2 separate regions of the Sus scrofa genome follow, and region 1 is linked to region 2. Evidence: chromatin contacts called from public HiChIP or PLAC-seq data. All regions are on one chromosome and are shown on one strand. The core of a region is the stretch at or near the end of the contact, and the rest is flanking DNA. Distances in the headings are between cores, read along the strand shown.

What was found. HiChIP or PLAC-seq counts read pairs in DNA pulled down with a chosen protein or histone mark.
Region 1: an H3K27ac HiChIP or PLAC-seq map of skeletal muscle shows a contact between it and region 2, with 3 times the contacts expected there. The contact joins two enhancer-like sites. A contact is called at or near these places in 2 of 47 Hi-C or Micro-C datasets (heart right ventricle and retroperitoneal adipose tissue) and 1 of 2 datasets of contacts at active chromatin or transcription factors (skeletal muscle).

Annotation. Positions count from the first base shown.
Region 1 is chr1:24,805,746-24,811,156 of Sscrofa11.1, reverse strand. All of the region lies in intron 2 of LOC110259987 (a long non-coding RNA gene), which reads left to right. Among named protein-coding and RNA genes, the nearest start is that of CITED2, 350 kb to the left of the region's middle. Within about 2 kb of position 3,871, at least 18 of the 83 cell types and tissues checked have an H3K27ac peak or open chromatin away from gene starts, as enhancers often do. A contact at or near this core is called in skeletal muscle, where this site is marked.
Region 2 is chr1:24,526,598-24,531,978 of Sscrofa11.1, reverse strand. No RefSeq gene overlaps it. Among named protein-coding and RNA genes, the nearest start is that of CITED2, 630 kb to the left of the region's middle. Within about 2 kb of position 1,313, at least 28 of the 83 cell types and tissues checked have an H3K27ac peak or open chromatin away from gene starts, as enhancers often do. A contact at or near this core is called in skeletal muscle, where this site is marked.

The DNA of each region.
Region 1 (5,411 bases), core at 2,622-5,121, 280 kb before region 2:
CACTTAAAACGTTTGTCCTTTATGGCAATGACTGCTTAATTTTTTCACAAAGGACTCCTTTGGTATTCATCTAAATTTTCAGACCCCCTTTCAAATTTATTCATAAGTTTTCTCTTTCCCAGTGACCCCAACATACTTGGTGCTGGGAAAGGGTCTATCAACAAATGCCAGATCCGTACCTAAACCAGAATGAGGCCTTAGGGGTCCCGAGGCCCCATTTTTGATTGCTTCTTCTGTAGCGTCTGAGGCTAAGCTGGCAGTCTCCGTGGGCCAGACATTTTAATTGCTAGTTTTTGTTGTTGTTGTTTTTGTTTTGTTTAGTTTTTTAATGTCTCATGGAGGAGAGGGAGGAAAGTGTGATAAGGGAAGCTTTGAAGGAAAAGTGATGAATAGACCTGGCCCAACTTTTTCTTCCTCTAGAAATCCTCTTCCAATTAATTTTATTCTTCTATTGCCATCCTTTTGTTCTGAGTTCCTCCAGCCTCTGGTTTCTTAGCTGGCCCAGGGTAGCTTTTCCTCTTCTGAGTTGCTTGTGTTTGTTGCTTTACCCATTGAATTAAACTCAGCCAGGCTATGAAGACTTCCAGAAGTCCAGGAGTATGCCTTTTTATGTGATTTAATAGCACCCAGTGTTTTACTCAGTACGAAGAGGATCAAAATTAAGCAAAAGTATTAGACTCCTTCATTCATTCATTAAAAGAACTACATTGTCCACCTTGAACCCCAAAGGCTTCCTGGAAAGAAAAAAAACAAACAAAAAAAACGCTAAAGCAAATGCAAACAATAGAACTTTTCTCCTCAAGGAAGAACCGTTTCAATTTTACTTGGCTATAAAGTATTTAGCATTTTGTTCAAGGGTATCTATTCTAAGAAGTTAATTATTGATTCAGTGGGACTATAATTTTAATATTTATTAGGAGCAATTTTGGTGATACAACATAGATTCATGCCATTTACATGTTTAGAAAGAATCAGTAACATGTTAATGATAAAGCTCTTTTATACTTTTGTTTATTTATTTACTTATTATTTATTTATATAAATCCCCCCTTTTTATTTAAAGGGCTTAAAGTGGTTAAGAAAATTAAATACACCAATTAAAAAATTGTTGTGAAAACAGAAAGTAACACAAGATTACATATGTAAAATAGAGTCAAAAGTAAGAAAAAAAAAGTGGACTTGCATACTTGCCAAAAAGTTAGCTCTAAGCTGTCTGTCAGCCAACCTGAAAAAGAATAACTTGATCAGGTATGCAATACACAGTATTTGAGAGATAAAATACTTCATTTTACGTAGGAGATCTATAATGATTCTTAACACAAAGCCTAGGCAGACACTTCTTTTGAAGATGTTCACAGAGTTCCGTGTGTTGGCAGAATGCCCCTAATTTTTGACCACATCCATTTAAGTGTGGACCAGGGTGAGTCTCATGAGGTGTGTCTATAGTAATTCTTAATACAAATGATCTTCACATCATGTTGTTCAGTAAAAGGAATTCTACTAATATCTCTACAATGAGTTCCATGAATAAAATTTCCCCTGATCTGGCTAAATTTGGAAACGGATTTGAGAGTATCTGCCTAAATGGACAGACAGCTTTATCAATTAAGTTGGGTTAGTTGGTACTGTGATGACAAATAACCAGAAAATCTCAGTGGCTTAAAACTTCAGTGTTTATTGCTTGTCCATGTTATGTATTCATCATAGGCTGAAAAAGGGTTTCTGCTCATTAATGACATGCTTTCATAATTACAAAAACTGGAGGGAAGAACATGACTGACTCAAAACTTTGGCCTAGAACACTCTTCAAATCTTCTGACATTTCACTGGGCAGCAAGTCAGCCATGGAGCCAAGCCAGTCTCCCGTAGAACAAGGATGTACACTCCTCCCATAGGGAGGTGCATGGGGTATTATGAACAACAATACAAGTTGTGACAACTCTGCTTCCTCAACAAAAAACTCAGCTGACATGTCTCAAGATATTGGGTGACAAAACCCTTCAAATTGCATTATTTCCTATTGACTACTTGATATGCAGTGTCCTCTGCTAGTGGTTAAAAAAGAGAATTGTGCTTTCCACAGAGAGATTAGCTGGGATAGGATTGACAGGCTGCCATGAAAATAAAGTAGCCTGCAAGAACCCGTGCCAGAATACTCTCTAAAATGTAATATTTTTTATTGTTTTGGTAAAATATACCTTGCTTTTTTCTTTCTCTAATTACAACATATTGGTAACTAGACACATATACAACTACATAGAGATATAATGATGATGTTCGATTCACCTTGACATTCTCTTTTGGCTCCTCCCATCAAAAACATTTAGTGATTCCCAGTGGCATTCCTAGCATATTTGACACCTTAACTGCATCATTTTTATAACGCTATGTCCACCCTTCATCTTGTGATGAAATTATTTTCATGTAGCATTTGGTAATATAATTTTTAAATCTTTTTTTTTAAAAAAACAATAAAATAAATGATTGTGATTTTAAACATTGTCCAAGTTTGTAAAATATTTTATAGCTATTAACTAAAAGTTGCACTTTCCAAATTAAAATATTATAAATGCATTTGCACTGAAACAAAGTTAGAAAACTCCAGTGATCCAATAGGATGACAGAAGTGAAATAACTCACGTTTTGATTCTTTGAATTCAAACCGCAGCTATGTCTGCTCAAGGCAAACTCAAGGATTCCCAGTTTATTCTTGGATGCATGTAGTCAAGTATAGAACTGGGAATTGGCTGAATTAACTTGTATGTAGAATGCAGTGCTTAGTAAATGATAAATCAATAAAAATGTGATCAAACCTTACATATTATTAAAGTGCAACATTAATGGCAGCAAAAGTAAGGTTTACAAAAGTTTTTATTTTTACAAGGAGTATTTATCACTTCACTATTTAGAGTTATAGGCATGAGATGATAATTCCAATCAGAATGACTTAAATTCAGCGTACCCTTTTATTGCTTATACCTAGGAATAGTACTAACACCACCATATTTGGTCATCTGCTGGTACTGCCCATTAATGACATAATTGAGTGCAGAGTAATGACCCTAACAAAGTCCTCCATCGTAGAGCCTCAACCTTATTTTAGCCTACTCCTCCACAATTTCCCTCATTGAAAATATCCCATCATCTAGAACTGTGGAAAAATTCTACTCCCTGAGCCCTTCTCCTTCTTTTAAAAAAAGTATTTTTATATATTTATTTATGTTTTTCCCTCTGATGATTTAAATGTAAAGAGCATAGGCTTTAGAACCAGGATTTTCTGGGTTTGAATTTTCTCTCTTCAGGTCATAAATTGTATGCCCTTAAGCAAATTACCGAACCTATCTGGGCCTTAGCCTCCTCACCTAGAGGAATCGTGATAGCCTCTGTTTATAAATACTGCTGGATTAGCTGAGAACACAAAATATAGGTGAGATTGTCATAATAAATATATGTTTATCTTTTATCTACTAAATTTTATATATCCAACACTTATAGAACTTTGTTCAAAACAGGTCCTCATAGAACTTGAACAAGTGCATTGAACTGATTGAACTTGATGTTATACAGGCTACAAAGGTACATATTATAGGCTCGTGGTCCAACTCTTTCTCTTATTGCCTCAGCTGTGAGCCTTGAGCATCATCATGAGAAGCAAATCTAGGCTATGTCTCATTTGGCCTCAGTTCTTCTTCAGCTGTCAAGACCTCTCATTCAAAACAAACATTGTGACAAAACAAGGAGGTAGCAGAAGCATAACTGGGAGTGTTAACCACAGGGGAATCTGGATGAGGCGTCTGTATCACCTTCAGAGCCATCTTAGCATTTTGAGCAGCTCAGAAGTCAGGAATGCTGTTGTCATCAGTGTTAGAGCCTCATCCTGAATAAATACCAAGTTAGGAGGAAGATGACTCAGCCCTCAGAGCTGCCTAAACCTCATACTCCTCTGATATTTTAAGCAACAAAAAGTGGTAAGCAGCTGTTAGATATCTTTGCTTCTTTGTTCAGGCAAAGCTTAGCCTGTTCCATTCGGAAAGAAAATGGTCATAATTTCCAGCCCATTTAAAGCTCTCCTTTCTTAGAATTGTTACTGCACATGTAGCCTGGACAACACAACCTAGTTTTATATAGCCTCATCTCATTTTCTAATTATTTCCTGATTCCAAGGGGGATCAAGTTTGTTATGGGAAGAGACCATACTTTGTATTCCTTGTACATTCTTTCCAAATTCAGAGATTAATCTTGAACCCATAGTAGGTGGTACATACAAACACTAATTTCATTCATGTAGGTCTTTAAAATGAACAAGTTACTTCTATATCCATTCTTCCCTTTGAACTTCACTACGACCCCATAAAGTAATTGTTATTATCTCTATTTTATAGGCCAGGAAACTAAGATTCAGAGATTAAGTACACTGCCAAAGATCATATAACCAGTAATTAGCAGAACCTGAATATGTATATATATGTGTGTATGTGTGTGTGTGTGTGTATACATATATATGTGAACGTATATACATTCTGAAAATATATGTGGAATTTATATGATGTAAATTTCAGAAACACCATCTTAAATTTCATTATTTAATGAGAGCTAAGTTGAAAGACTTTAAGAAAGTATATTTAATTTTTTCTGGGTATTGGATTCCTGTTGCTCACTTTTTTCCTCTGGCTCTGGAATTAGAATACCTTTTGTCATTTGTGAAGATGTAGATCTAGAACCTAAATTATTTTATGCCTACACAGGAAAGTTTATCTCTGCATATGTAAGGAGAAATGGGACAGGAAAATTCCCAAGTATTAAGAAACCACAAATTCATTTGTACCCTAGTTAATGTGTTTGCAGCAGATATTCAGAAAATTCACAATATTCAGGTGCATCATTGTTCATCTTAAAAATAAGGAAGGGTGAGCAAGAGTCTATATGGTTAAGGGGAAAAAATGGTGTAAATAATTTAAAGTATTAGAGTCATTTGACTCAGTTGATAGGTATCTCTGCAGGACCTGCATTTTCTATCATGGTTTTGAACACATGTTAAAGGTGGGGAAGGTCTGATAATCTTGAAGTTCAATCAAGATAACCCAGTTTATACACTCAAGTGACTCAAAAGAACTAGGGAACTACCTAGCTGTTTCATTTTGGTGTCCTGCTACAAATGGACAGCAACTCCAAGACTGATGAAAGACACTTGTCTCGATTATTGTGTTATGATGTATAGATTCCTGCTGTAGAACATAATTGAATATTTTGTCTTTAGAGCCTTCCTCTTTCAGTTATTGCTATGCTAGAGTAAATAAACATCCTGTTTAAATCAACAAAGTAATAATTTAAGCAAATTAAATGTTAAAGCTTATTAAATCTGTGAAAGAACTTGAGTTTCAGTATGAGTGAGTGCAAGCACAACAATTTAG
Region 2 (5,381 bases), core at 64-2,563:
AAAGAGAAGTTCATTTTTTTCTGAAAGGATCAAGATATATCTATTATTCAGAAGACATCAGTTAAAACATGGACGTATTCATAAAAACAATTAAGGTATGTAGTGATCATGGGATACACCAAATTATCATCTCCTGCATGCGAATGGTAACTCTTAGTTTCCTAAATCTGTTTTTTGTTTCCAGTTCTTCTACTTTGAATATATGATACTGAAAATATGCTAAATGCAGCCCTTGGGCAAATTAGAACCAGAGATTGGTAAAACATTAGGAATTTTTTTTTTCCTTTTTCAATTTGAAGTGTTGTGTTTATTTAGAAAGTAAAGAAAGTTAATATAAGTACATTCTGGAATCATAAGGATGACCATCTGCTAACTAATTACTATCCTGGAGTTTAAGTGCCCCTTAGGCATATTTATATATTTATTTACATTTTAAACCTGATCGTTGTTTAGAAGAAATGAGAATAATAGGGTTTAAGCTATTGTATGTTGTATATGCAGTATATGTACATATAGTATACTGCATACTAGATACGCAGTCATATTGGATCAATGTCACTTCAAGCGATGGGTAACCAAAAAAGATACTGACTGCAGGAGCCTTTTAATTTGTAGGCTCTGAAATTCTGATGACTGGGGAAAAAGAAAAAGAAAGGCTGAAGGGAACTGGCATTTTAATTCCATGTGGCTGAGCTTTTTAGTTGCATTCAGACACTTCTATTTTTATTTCTTCAAGCTGGGCCCATTTCCAAGTAGGAAGCTGTGGAATTATTGCTCTCACTCCCACATTTAGTGCAATCCCCTATAATACTAAGGTTAGGTCAGCCTTTTCCCTGTCCCCTGCATTAAACCTACAAATAGATCAGATTTCATGATAAGGAACAAGCAAAAAAGGACAAAAGATTTTAAGTGAAACATTGAACCAGCTTGACTTGAATTTGAATTGAATCAACTGCATAATCTAATGTTCACATAGTGCTTTGGCCTCAGATCCTGGTTGGTTTCACCCCATAGCATTTAAGTTATTCTTTCTTTCTTTTCCTTCCTTTTTTTTTTTTTTTCATTGCCTTGCTGTGTGCTGATACATTTAAAAGGATAGCTCTTTGTGTTTTATGCAATGGAAAAATTGCTGTTGAAGTCTTAGCCTTGAAAGGCACAGACTGTATCTAAAAACAGAAAAAAGCAATCTTTTGCCCCGCCTCCAATTGGTTGTTTGGAAACAGCTGTTGGACGCCAAGTTTGTACTTCACCCTTATCAGCCCATTTGGTGAGATCAGAATGTGCCTGAATAACTCTGAAGGTCAAAATATGTTGACTGAATTTTCTGCTGCTACCATTCCAGAAAGCCAGCTCATACTATCCCTGACTGTCAACAGCAGCCAGGCTCTGCCCTTCTCATGATCATGACACATAGTGGAAGTATCCCTGGTTTCTCTACATCCAAATCCCTGCATGATGTGTGTTACACTCAGGATAAGCACAGCAGGATGGCCTGCCAGTGGACCTGACAGATCTGGCCTACTAACATATGGAATTGCCCTCCAAAATAAAACACACTATTGCATTGACTTGTCATGATTCAAGGCCCACAATATTTGTTTGATCTTCTTTTTCTCAACCATAGGTGTCTAATTTATGGTATCTACAACATTTGTCTGAGAGAACTGGGCATTATAATTTTCATATTCAAGCTCATAATCATTTTAGCTTTCCAAAAACGATGCTGCATTGGTCTTAATTGCTTCTTGAGTTGAAGATGTTCTTTCCAGCCCTTATTTACAGTGCAGCTCAAAATGCTTCCTAACATGAACAGAGGGGTCTTTGATTTTTATAATTATTTAATCATTCAGTCTTTTTACAGAGTTGGATCATGCTATATTTTTACTTAGCTATTAGAAAATACTCACTGGGAGTTCTGTTGTGGCTCAGCGGAAACGAATCTGACTAATATCCATGAGGATATGGGTTTGATCCCTGGCCTGCTCAGTGGGTTGGGATCTGGTGTTCCTGTGGTTGTGGTGTAGGCCAGCAGCTGTAGCTCTGATTCAGCCCCTAGCCTAGGAATTTCCATATGCCACAGACACAGCCCTAAAAGGAAAAAAAAAAAAGCAAGAAAGAAAATACTCATTGAACAATAAGAACTTTTAAATATTATAAAATTCTGTTCTAGAATCTCATCTTAATGATACCTACTTCTTAGCTTAAAAACATTGTCTAAAAGATGTTAAGTATTAATCTTGCATTTTGCAGCACGCTCACATTTATCTCCAAATAATGTACAGTGTTTTGGCAGTTATTTATCTAGTTATTTATATATTTATGTGATGCCTATTTCTGAAATATTCAGTGCCTTTGACAAGTGTGCTGTGTTGGCAGAAAATAACGTTTAAGAGAGAAACAATATTCTATTTCACTTGACTACTTCAATACAACAACTATAGTAGTATTTTATGACTTAATGAACAACCATCAGAAGGAAAGAGAAATAGACCAACCAATCACGCAAGTTATCAAGTCACAGAGACTAAATAAAAACTCTGTGTGGATTTCTTTTCAAGGTGAAAAAAAAAAATAGAGCTGTTATCCAAAAGGTGAAATAATGAATTTAGGGGAAACATACATTTTAAAAGGCTTGTAACTGATTTTTATTTTGCTTTGTATGTCAGGTTCCTCCTCTAAACTCAGAGCTTCCCTTTTCCTCACAGGAGTCAGTTTGGGCAAAAGGCCATTGAACTATGTGGAGAATCATTATTTGAACAAGACATTTATCATCAGGTTTAGATGGTTTGATATGCAGTTATTCTGAAGACCAGTTAAATATCATACCTAATGTTCATAAAACAGACCAAATTATATTCTTACATGAGTAACATATCTTAGTTTCCCATATATGTTTTCTCTTTCAGTTTATTTTCTTTTCACAAATGATATTAAAAATGTGCTAAGTTGGTGAACTAGGATCAAGATATGCATATAACTGTATTTCAGCCAGAGATGTTTCAGCAGGGCATATTATTTGTCATTAAACTCTGTTTTAATATTGTAATAAGTACAATATTTTGACATAGAGAACATTTCACAAATTTTCTCTTTCTTGGGAAATACTGCCAATATTTCTTTGTCACCATAATACAGTTATTTGAGGAAGTGGTGGTAACCTATGAACTCTCCATCAAGCTCATCAGGAAATTGCTATAAAGAAGGAATTGTCAAGTGATGCCCTTGATCCCTTAGGGAAGAGTGGGTCTCCTTTTGGGGAAGCTGAGAGAGATTTATTTAGGAAGAAGTATTGAGAATTGTCTTTTTTCCCCAATCTCTGCCTGAATTTTGCTTACTTATTATAGATGCTGTTTTCATCTTCTGAAATTGCATTCCACTTTTATAAAAGATTTGGTTTAACTTTAGGGGATTTTCCTGCAAGGCTTGCTTCCATTCAAATTTCCTTAAGATGTTTTAATATCTATTCTGGTGGCTCTTTCTCTAATGGTATCAGGATGAGCTCTTTCTAAAAGTTTGTAAATTCAGATTTAGTATCCAGTTAAATGCAGATGTTAAATGCAGATATGTTCTAGGGTCTTCATCACATAATTCCAATATCAATACATTTCATTAACCTTTGAATTTTTATTAAACATTTCTTACCCAGAAAAAATTAAATAATTTAAAAAAATTAAAATAAAGTAAATACCACATTATGGTAGAAAAGTAAATAAGACTGCACCTGCATGGGTGTCTGTTTTATGGAGAAAGGTACACTGAGAAGAACAAACTAAAAAGTACAGTGGCTTTTGGAATTGCTGTAAAGATAAAACCATGCCATTACGTACAGAACCCCACAAATATAAACATAATTATCTTTGACTATGTGGATTATGCCTAAAAATGGATTGTTTTTTACTGCTTTTTTCCCCAAATACAACATAGAAAGGAAATTTAAAAATATAATTGTTTGAAGTGTGCAGTGTGTACTTTGCATTCAAAGAAATATGGCAACTCTGTGCCCTTGAGTAAGTCAATTAACTTCTCTAGTTGCAATTTTCTCTTCTGCAAAACCAGGGATTGGACTGTGTATCTCTTAGATTTATTCAGGTTACAGTATTGAATACTTTGACCCATTTTATAAAACTTACCACATCTTAATTTATCAACCTAAAGTTACATATTTGTTTGTGGGTTCTTTCTAAAGTTATTTCACACCATTGGTTGTTGCACTTGCTTAGTATTCAGGAGGAATTAAAGATGGAGGAGATTGGACAAGAAGCAGGAATAAAATATAATTTCTGAAGCTCAAAGAGCTAAAAGGTATTACAGATAATACCATTTTTGAGGAAGATTTGGGGATAAGGAAAATTTTAGTGTCTATGCGTGTTGTACACATTTTGTTTGATAGTTATTTACTTCTCACAGCAGCTCTGAAATAGGTATCAATATCCAGTTTATCCTGTTTGTAAATTGTGGCTCAGTGGAGCCTAAGATCCATACAGCTAGGAAGTAAAGCCCTCATATGCTCTTTCCAGATCACAATGTGATTTTTGTTTATGAGGGTGGAATAGCAAAAGAGAGGTGTGTATGGGAACACTGAGTAGCGCATACAATAAAGAGCTTAATATCTAGTTTTCCATCCAGCTCCAAGATCAATACACTTTATTCACCTTTGAATTTTTATTAAAACATTTCTTACCCAGAACAAATTAAAATAAAGTTGATTCTCCAAGCCCATGATTTTCTTTTCTGTGGAAAGTTTCATTTGGCTGTATATTAGATTTGGGTCATCATGCTGTACAGTAGAAAAAAAATAATGTATTTGGGAAATAAAAAAAATTTTAAAAATGGAAGATTAGAAAAATAAATAAAGTTGATAAGACCATATGTGGTGCCAAGAAAGACTTATGTCTGTTGATTCTGTACTATTAAATGATATTATAATGTTAATCATAATTCTAAAATATTGACTAAATAAATAAGGATCCAAAGCCTTGAGCTAAGGCCATCATCATCTTTTCTCATAACACAGACATACTTTCACAAGAAGGATAGGCACATAAAATTTACCCTCTAAGAGAGATTACCTAAGAAATTATTGTTATTTTGTAGAGTTTGTATCTCACTTCAAATCCATTAATGAATATTGAGGGCTTTGTGTTCAGATCTATGAAATGAATGCTAGTGTGTATGCTTATTCTTATAATAACTAAGAAACTATCAAATATGTGTTATTGGATTGAAGCAATGGAAAAATGAGAAGGAAGAATGAGTCTATTTTTAAAAGAAGAAAAATGCAATTAAGTCTTTTGGGGTATAAGAATTTTCAGAATTATTATAAATAGAAGGGCCTATCTCAGCTTGATTACTTCAAAACAGCTTCCTGCAACCTCCCACCA